3 separate regions of the Macaca mulatta genome follow, and regions 1 and 2 are each linked to region 3. The links are chromatin contacts, called in public Hi-C maps. All regions are on one chromosome and are shown on one strand. Each heading gives the region's core, a stretch centred on a gene start, on an enhancer-like site or on the middle of the called end of the contact. The rest is flanking DNA. Distances are from core to core; before and after follow the strand shown.

Region 1 (3,226 bases), core at 678-3,177, 200 kb after region 3:
GGTAGAACATCTGAGTTCTTGGGTCCTCTCCTCCCAGGCCCATTTAGGGGGCTGAAGGGAACACATGAAGGTAATGTGTGATCCTGCCTCAAAACAGAGGAATGATTGCAGTATCCCCTGAAGGTTCGTAGGATACAAGATTGTTTAAGGAAGTTTCACTTGCAGATTGTCACTCCCCTACCCCTGTCAGGAAGTAATCTTCTCTAAGAAATCCCAAGCACTCAGTCTCTAGGAGACCAGATGTCAAAACAAAACCACCTCTGGCAACATTTGGAATTACAGGATGCATTCCCATGTAAACTGGCATTAAGAAAAACAGAACTGCACTAACCAAAAATAACCCAAATTTAAGGACCAGAAGCATAAGCCAGGAATTTACTATCCCAGGTAGACTGAGCATTTGGGTAATTCTCATTCTCCAGAAATCCCACAGGAGGGAAAAAAGAAATGAACTTATATATATTCATATAAAGACTTTTATCTATTGTGCAAAGAGAGGGTCATCTGGCTCCCAGAAGGTTCTCAATCCCATTAAGACTGTCCATTTTACATCTCTAGCTCCAGTTCTTCTCAGAGAGTAAAAGCGCTCCAAAGGCCTGTGATCATGGGCACTGATTAAGGGCTGCAGACTCTTCAGATCCAGTTAAATCCTTGGTGTTTGAGCTGTGTGGGAGCTGTGGTTGCTTGCTTCCTGGCTCTGGCTGAGGTCCTGCCGCAAACCCTGCAGCAGCTGGTTTAGGAGTGTAAGGTGGCTGTCTCTGCGAGGCAGAGGCAGGGGTGGGAGGCAGTTCCCTTTATACTCGATCACTGCCATTTTGGCCCGATCCAAACTCCGATTTGGGATCTGCAGCATTCTTGTGTAGCCCCCATTTTGATCTTTGTATCGAGGGGCCAGAACTTGAAACAGCTTTGGGATCAAGTCTTTCTCCTAGAGGGAGAATTATCCAAGAGACAGAAGAGTCAGGGAAAACTGCAGAGGCATTTAACTTTAGGCCACTCCCAAAGATAAGGTCCATCCACACATAGAAAGACCTCCCCCGCCCCTCACCAATCTGGTAGAGTCAATGTTACACAAAGGAGTCGTTTATAGGCAGTTGTGCAGAGGTATATTGACATCGACTTCAACTAACTTAAGACACAGTTTCTAATTTAGTTAACAACATTGGCCCATAAGTGAGTACCCAAGCTTAATTCTGCACAGTTCTCCTTCTTCCAACCCCTACCCCTAGGGAGTAAAGGGTGGGATTCTGAAGGCCGATAGGACGCACTCACTGTGAGCCAGAAGTCAGCCATGCGCATGGCTCGTTCGTTGGTGTCTCCCAGCTTCCCATAGTCGATGAGCTGTGAGGACATAACATCACGGATCCAACCGAGCAAGAAAACAAGGTGCCAATCTAATTTCTCTAATACCGGACCGCAATGCATTCTTTCCACTAGCAAACCATCTCCAATCTACGCCATCTCTTAACTCCGCAGCCCTAACCAGTCTTCCATTAGAGGCGATGGAGGGGCGGGTTCAGCTGAGGGTCCTAGAAGACTCAGACTTGGGGAATGGTTTACCAGGTTGGTCCCAGTCCCTTTCCACTTGCAGCCGGCCCCGCCCCCTCAGACTAGACCCGCAGAGTGGACAAGAGGGCCCCGCTCCTCACCTTCTCCGCGTAGCCCCTCATCTCGTCCACACGCGCCCATGGTGCCTCGATGCGTTCGTGCCGCACCAGCCCTGTGAGCAAGTTCCGCAACAGATGGATGCGGGACTCGGGACCGAGGCCCAGACGGCGAAATACGCGGCCATGGGAGATGGCTGCAGCGACCGACAGCCGCATGTTTCCAGCTTCTGCCCGCCCCTTGGAGGCCGGAACTGGAAACTGGAAGGTAGACCGGGTGGCGGCAATTTCAGGGGACGCATGCGCCTTAGCTCCGAGCGTGGCGAACGTGTTTGCGCATGCGCATCAGAGCCTGCCTCGTTGGCAATCTCGGGAAGGGCGGAGAAATGGTGTTGAGCTTTTCTAGAGGCGGCGAGCTGGGCGGGCTTCAGGCATCCAGAGCGCTCTGTGGCGGCCGGAGAAGCAGGCGCCCCCTAGTGTGGGATAAGCGGGCCATCGGGGTTTTTTTTTTTTTGGCTGCGTCAGCCAGTGGCTTTTAGGGCGATGGGACGCTCCGCCGCGGAGCCTCCTGGGAAAGAGAGCGTCTGAGGAGAAAGGCACCCGGAGGGGTCGGAGCCCTGCGGGCTGACGGCCCTACGGGGTCCAGCAGTGAACAGCTAGCCTTGTTGACACCTGTACGCATCGTTTTTAACAGTGATTTTCAGTAGTAATAGTAAAACGGATAATAACGATGACCGGAAAAGAAACGCAGATAGTGAAATTTTTCTTTTGTTGAAGTAATCATTCCAGTTAAAAAATTTACAGCGCTAAAGGGAAAAGTAGTGGATTGTTTTTAATTACACCAGTGTGTTTTTTTAAGGGGAAAAAACATACCTACACATTTGTGTGTTAATGAACAGTAATATTGTAGTTTGTTTTTGAGCCTTAACATCTGCAAATTGGCAATAACTGTCAAAATTATTCCTTGTTATGGGTTGAATTGTGTCTTCCCTCGTGATTCTTCCCGTCCCCAAAAAGCTGTGTTAAGTCCTAACCTGCAGTAACTCAGAATGTGACCTTATGTGGAAATAGGGTCATTGTAGATGTAATTTGTTAAGATGAAGCCATACGGGTATAGGTGGGCACCTAATCCAAAATGCCTAGTGGCCAGATAGATAGATAGATAGATACATATATACGTACATACATATATACAGGTCGGGCACGGTGGCTCACGCCTGTAATTCCAGCACTTTGGGAGGCCGAGGCGGGCGGATCACCTGAGGTCAGGAATTCGAGACCAGCCTGGCCAACATGCTGGCCAACAGCCTGGCCAACACGTCTCTACTAAAAACACAAAAATTAGCCGGGTGTGGTGGCTCATGCCTGTAATTCCAGCTACACGGGAGGCTGAGGCAGGAGAATAGCTTGAACCCAGGAGGCGAGGTTGCAGTGGGCTGAGATGAGGCCACTGCACTCTAGCCTGGGCGACAGAGTCAGACTCCATCTCAAAAAAGAAAAAAAAAAAAAAAAAAAAAAAAAGCGTATGAAGAGAGACAGATGGACACTCAGGGTAATGCTGACCAGGTAAAGACAGAGACATATAGGGAGAAAGCCATGTGACCTTGAAAGCAGAGATTATG
Region 2 (2,912 bases), core at 149-2,648, 250 kb before region 3:
CAGACTAGCAGTAGAGAGGAAAATTTAGTAGTATGAAAGCGGCCGTTATCACTGAATGCCAACACAACTTTCCAGAATTTCATGTGCATTTGGGTTGGTGGGGAGAAGAGGACCTAAAAGAATGCTAGTAAGATGAACCCAATTACAGGGTGTGGAGATGAAGAGATGAATTTTCAGGTGGTTGAAATGTTCAGTATCTTGAGAGTGATGATGGGTTTCACAGATGTTTACACATGTCAAAACTCATCAAACATACATTTTAAATATAATATATGCTAGCTTTTTAAAACATTCAACTGTAAGAAAGGACAGCAAGGCCACCCTGTTCGGAACCCTAAATACAGTGCTGTATAGGGCAAACCATATGACCTCCATAAAAGTAGAATTAGCAACTGAATATGGTCAGTCCAATCAAAGACCCACAGTTAAGCACAGGTAAGGAGCAGCAGTCGAATAAGGTTGTCCAGAAGGAGGTAGAGAGAAAACACAAGCTGTCACAGCGCAAAACCCTTCATGAGAGGGCCCATCTTCAACTATGCAGTCCAGAGGAGGGAGTCGAAGGAACTGAAGTTTCAGTGATTACTCTGCTGAAGACTGAGCCTCAAATATTATTTTCATTACCATAGTACTACTGCCCAACACACCTTCATTTTCTTGTCCTCCAGAATATGGAAAGTCCATGGGAGCAGAGGAGTCAGGTGCACAACACTTCCATCCAAGCTGCCCTACTTCGCCTAAACTATTGCTCTTACTGAACATGACAGTCCATCGAGGGAGGCCTCAGAATCAACCTCTCACCTTTATCCAAGTCTCACAGCCCTAATTCCCTCCATCCATGCCCCGCCTTTAACTCCCTCACCAATTTGCCGCCACCCCGCAGGCTCCCAGCTGCGCCTTTGACTCTCCCTCTCCTCGCGCAGGCCTTACCCCCTCACACTAGTCCCAGAGTATCCTTCAACTCAGCCCTCAGTGGCCCCAGCTTTAGTAAACCGCGTTCAGGAGTCCCTTCAACTTGGCACCTCCGAAAGCAGCCAGCCTCTCACAGCCCCTCATTTGTCCACTCACCTGTAAGCTCTCATCTTCCTTCTCTTATCTTAGCCACTCACACCCGGACCCTCACCACCTGCCAACACCTCACAACCAGTACAGTAACCAAACCCGGCACTGTCTTTTCCCAGTCTCTCATCCTCCCAAGCGCCTGCCTCTCCAGGCCCTCTGGCCCATGCGTACTGTTCACTCACGGAACGCCGAACCTGGCCGGGCCCGCTTGTTGCGGCAGTGTTAGGTGAGTTCAGACCGCCGCCATCGCTTCTCAGGCGCACCAACCGCGCCCCGCCCCACGCCACACGCAGTCCGCGCCCCCGCGCACCACACGTAACCGCCCGGCGACGCACGACTGGGCAATGGCGTGCCAGCTCATTGGCTGAGCCCGACCAAACCGGAGCAAGGACGCTTGTTTCCTGGCAACGGCTGAACGCAGGGGCGGGATCGCCGACGGCTATCCGAGGGAGGAGCACCGCCTCTCCTCTTGGTTCCGCCCCTTCGTACGTAAATCCCGCCCCTCAGAGGGACTCCGGCGTGTCATAGGGGAAGGCCTCAGGGAAGGTGGAGGCCCGCAGAGCGGAGGCGGAGCCCGGGAAGGAAAGGTCGAACCAGAGGGCAGAAGGCGGGACCTAAGGAGAGACGCGACTTTTACAGGCAGGGAAAGATCAGAAGAGCGGGGCTTGAGAGAGATGGAGCCGGAAGAAAGACGAGAAAGGGGTGGGGCCACGGATTCCGGGCGACGCGTGGAGTGGAAGAGTGGGCATGAGGGGCGTGGCTATCACGAAAAGACAGGAGGAATCATTAGGTGGGCCCGGCCTGCGGAAAAGCGAGGCCTGGAGAGGGCTGACTGCGGGCATTCTAGTTCATTTTGCTGCCTCGTCGTGCATAGCTTGGTCTCTAGTACCCCAGCGATGACTGCCCCTGGCTCGCCCAACACCTTTGTGCTGTGCTGCTCCGTGACCCCTTGAGCACTTAGTCAAGGAACACGGAATAAGTACCTGCATGCCCAGCTGGATTCCAGATCAGTTAGAACCAGTCTCTGCTCTCCGGGACCTCAGAGAATTGCAACGTAGTGTGATAAGTGCATTACTACGGGGGCCATCTAGAAGCAGCACTTAGCATGATTTGTATGTATAGAGGATGAGAGGAAGGTATGGTGAAGGAGCTTAAAGAAGATTTCCAGGAGGAGATGGTGTCTAAGCCGAGTCTTGGGAAACAAGCAAGAGTAAGATAAACTAAAATAGAAAAATAGAAGTTTCAGATAAAGTATGTAGTTTTAAAAGTATTTTACCGGCTGGGCGCAGTGGCTCACGCCTGTAATCCCAGCACTTTGGGAGGCCGAGGCTGGCGGATCACGAGGTCAAGAGTTCGAGACCAGCCTGACCAACATAGTGAAACCCCGTCTTTACTGAAAATACAAAAGTTAGCTGGGCGTAGTGACGTGCTCCTGTAATCCCAGCTACTTGGGAGGCTGGGGCAGGAGAATCGCTTGAACCTGGGAAATCGCTTGAACCTGGGAGGCGGAGGTTGCAGTGAGCCGATATGGCACCACTGCATTCCAGCCTGGGCAACAGGGTGAGACTCCGTCTCCAAAAAAAAAAAAAAAAAGTATTTTGCCAATGTTAAATACCTGGTTTTTATCATTGTGCTCTAGTTATATAAGATCATAACGTTAGGGGAACATGGATAAGGAATTCATAAGAACCCTGTATTATTTTTACAACTTTTCTGTAAGCCTAAAATTAGTTCAAATAAAAAGTATTTAAAAAGAAATCGAAGTTTCAGACCAAAGGATCAACATATACCAGAGAAAGGAAGAATGGACAGCATGTGGGAGGTGCTATAAGAACTGCAGTCAGTATAGTGTG
Region 3 (3,353 bases), core at 313-2,812:
CCAAGTGGCAAAAGGGAAATGGATGGACAATGCTGGGAGTTGCTTTTGGGCTGAGGAGAGTCCATGGGATTCCTACAAGCAGAAGTTCCTAAGATCTCCAGACATTATTCAAGCTTTCCTAGACATATCCTATGCTTCCCCAAACCATTCCTGTCCCCTCCTCCACCCAAGCTTCCTGTTTCTGTTCATACCTGTGGGGATGAGTCCATCACCAGAGCCCCCATAGCCACCAGACACAATGCTGGTTTCATTGAGGTTGGGTCCTGACACCATCACTTGCTGGAGGTCCTATAGGCCAGAGAAGAGGGGTTGCTTCAGGAACATAGGGACTGCAGAAGCATTTTGGAGGTGGGAACAAGTTTGGATTCAAGCATCATAAAGACACTACACAAGGGAAGTCTGCACAGAATCAAAATGATATGTAAAATTAAGGGAGTCAGATAAGTTCAGGGGAAGGCTACTGGAATGGAGGGTGAGAACCCAGGATTTATAAATTGGATTCCTAAATTGAAACAATTAGAAGAATCAAACAGAAGCACCTGCTCCAGCCCATCATCTTCAGGAAGCTGCCTGGCTTCACCGTTCCCGTGGATAGGGATCTCCATTGTGGCTGCCTTCCCTAGGATCCCGTCCGTCATGGCTAGGAAAGGTATTGGAGTAAAACTCTCCACCCCAGCACCCTGCAAAGCCCAACACAGAAGTTCTGGGCACTGGCCAGCACTCTAGAAGAAGGAAGCCTCCTCTGTCATTTCTTTAAAGGCTGTCCCAGGGTTTGAGTGTCCCAGCGTTTGGTCATCATTCCTTTCTTCAGGTATATGTATTTCTCCCCTCCAAAATGCACATTTGTACACAGGCACACCAAAGCACGGTGTCTTCTCACAAGCCCCCAACCTCACCAGGCCTCTGGTGATTATTCTACACTCATTCAGTCATTCAGCAGACATTTAGTGAGTGCCTACTCTGTGTCAGGTACTATTTGTGACAATGAAAATACAACAGTGAAGAGGGAAAGTAGCTCTCTTAGAACTTATCTCCATGCAGGCGTGTTTATGCTGAGCAGGAGATGGACCCTTTCCAGGGCTCAGGTCTTCACCCCCCATTCAGGTTTGTTCTCCATTGCTTGGCCTTTCTCACTCCTTTAGTGTTTCTTCCCCCTTCCTTCAGGGGGTCTCCCCTCCTACGTCTCATACAACTCCTCTTCCTTGGGCCCTCCCCACCAGGCCTTAGTTAGATCAGTTGGTGTATGTTCCCAGTCTCTGGCAAAAGCCTGTCTTTACCAGGATATCGGTGATCCCTTCCACAGTCAGTCTCCCAGGTATGTGAGTCCCCGCCCCCACCCCCATACACCTGGACATCAGGTGTGTCCTCATTCTTCCCCAGGGCTCGGGGCATCTTGCCCTCTGGACAGGTTTGTGCGTTCAACTTCCCGTCGCCCAAGCATGTCCCTCTCACCTCGGGCCGGGCCGCTCTTCCCCTCAGGGCGCCAGGCCCGGGCCGCGCGGGGACCTCGGGCTCCAGTTCCCGTCGCGATCCTAGCAGCAGGTCAGGGACTCGGCGGAAGTGACGTCCTCTCCGGGCAGAAGAAGCCGGCCACGTCGCAGATTATAAGGGCGGAAGTGACGTCGAAGCCGGGGCAGGGCGATACTCTAGCTTGGTTCTCGAGAGCAGCGAGAGGTTACTTCCGGGGCGGCACCGAGAAGCTGAAAAGGAAGTGGCGTAGAGCATGCGCCGGTGGCGTGATGGAGCAGCAGCAGCAGCAACAGCAACTGAGAAACGTGAGTGAGAACTAAGTCGTTTCGGGGCCAGACGTTCAGCTCGCATTCCTGCACACATCGCGGAAACCCCATAGAGCCAGGGATCTGAGGGCTGGAAACTTCGGGTTATGGTGCGCGGGCCTGGGAAACTTTGGGCTGCGCGACCTTGAGTAGAAGTGTGGGGCACATATCGCTGAGTTCGTGGTCCCGGTTTTCTCCCAGCTGCGTGACTTCCTGTTGGTCTACAATCGGATGACAGAACTCTGCTTCCAGCGTTGTGTGCCCAGCTTGCACCACCGAGCTCTGGACGCTGAGGAGGTGGGGAACTGTGTAAGGAGGTTACGCTGCAAACAGAGTTTAGCGGTAGACTGCTTCCCTCCTCACCCCACTTCCCCTACCTCTGGTCCTGGCCTTCCCAGACCCTCACCCCTAGGCTGTGCATGGGGAAGGAAGGAGGCGGGCCCGACAGGACACCTTTGTCCTCCGCTTAAACCCTATCTTCCTTCTAGGAGGCCTGTCTGCACAGCTGTGCTGGGAAGCTGATCCATTCCAACCACCGCCTCATGGCCGCTTACGTGCAGCTCATGCCTGCCCTGGTACAGCGCCGCATCGCAGACTACGAGGCTGTCTCGGCTGTGCCAGGCGTTGCTGCTGAGCAGCCTGGGGTCTCTCCATCAGGCAGCTAGCCATCTCCAACCCCAGGAGGGAAGGCCCTGGATGGACCCTCAGATTGAAGGACCCAGTGGACCTTAGGGTTGGTGAATCCTAAACGGAGAGAATTCGAGGTCGCCTGAAAACTGGCTGTCCTTGCTCCTTTTCCTGGAGCCAATATACTCGCTTTTTACTCTGTTTGATTTATATTCTGGGCAAGGAAGCTTTGCATACTTTATTGGCATAATCCTTTGTTCTGTCATTTAGCCATATCTGCTGGCTTCAGCCCTGGCAGCTGATAAGTTGTCTTCTATATGTAGAAGGAAAACCTGAGTATTTGCAGGCATCTGGTTAAAGCAGGGTCTGTGTGTACAATTTTAAAATGAGTAATATGTCAGGCTTTATCTTAGTTTACAACAAAACTACAAGTAAGCGGTATTAGCCTCACTAAATAGATGAGGAAGCAAGATTCCAGAATGTACCAGAAGGCCATTTGATACAAAAGGAGATTGGTTCCTGCCCAGATGACAGAAAATGGGAGCTCTGTCTAGTTGTCCTTAAGTCTGACTGACTTCAATGGCTTATAACCGTGAACCAAGTATTTGTTGGTTCATAACTGTTGTTTTGTGAACTATGTCTTATATGTCTAGAATTCTGCTGGATCTAGGGAAAGGAGAAGCTGTCGAAGTACAACGGATCAAAAAACCACAGGGCTTTTGGGCACTGCCTCCTTGAGAAGTTAGTGGCCACAGAAGAGAGATGAAACCTGTAAGAAGTCTGGAGTCTTGGAACTTCAGCCATTTCCCCAGGTTGTTACTTTCTTAGTTTGTACAGTCTTCTCAGGATGAGCAGTAAAACCTTTGAACCAAGGTCTGTGTGCTTGTCTTACGGGCAATCGGGAAGGGAGAAAGTTGGGGACCGTATTCTGCAATACAGCCAAATCTGAGG

Evidence for each region. Hi-C and Micro-C count contacts between places; a contact is called where the count stands out from the background.
Region 1: a Hi-C map of blood shows a contact between it and region 3, with 4 times the contacts expected there. The contact joins the promoter of MRPL17 here to the promoter of ARFIP2 in region 3. A contact is called at or near these places in 2 of 14 Hi-C or Micro-C datasets (blood and cortical neurons).
Region 2: a Hi-C map of blood shows a contact between it and region 3, with 5 times the contacts expected there. The contact joins the promoter of FHIP1B here to the promoter of ARFIP2 in region 3. A contact is called at or near these places in 4 of 14 Hi-C or Micro-C datasets (CD4 T cells, blood, fetal cortex germinal zone and 1 more).

Annotation. Positions count from the first base shown.
Region 1 is chr14:59,100,721-59,103,946 of T2T-MMU8v2.0, reverse strand. MRPL17 (mitochondrial ribosomal protein L17) reads right to left here and starts at 1,927. Exons shown (of 3, transcript NM_001193734.2): 1 at 1,650-1,927; 2 at 1,273-1,341; 3 at 1-928. The coding sequence starts at 1,823. The coding sequence ends at 644.
Region 2 is chr14:59,554,654-59,557,565 of T2T-MMU8v2.0, reverse strand. It overlaps FHIP1B (FHF complex subunit HOOK interacting protein 1B), which reads right to left and starts at 1,398. Exons shown (of 12, transcript NM_001194481.2): 1 at 1,231-1,398.
Region 3 is chr14:59,302,993-59,306,345 of T2T-MMU8v2.0, reverse strand. ARFIP2 (ADP ribosylation factor interacting protein 2) reads right to left here and starts at 1,562. Exons shown (of 8, transcript XM_015114974.3): 1 at 1,453-1,562; 2 at 540-640; 3 at 192-288. The coding sequence starts at 638. It overlaps TIMM10B (translocase of inner mitochondrial membrane 10B), which reads left to right and starts at 1,721. Exons shown (of 4, transcript XR_013404052.1): 1 at 1,721-1,885; 2 at 1,977-2,072; 3 at 2,264-2,508; 4 at 3,056-3,274.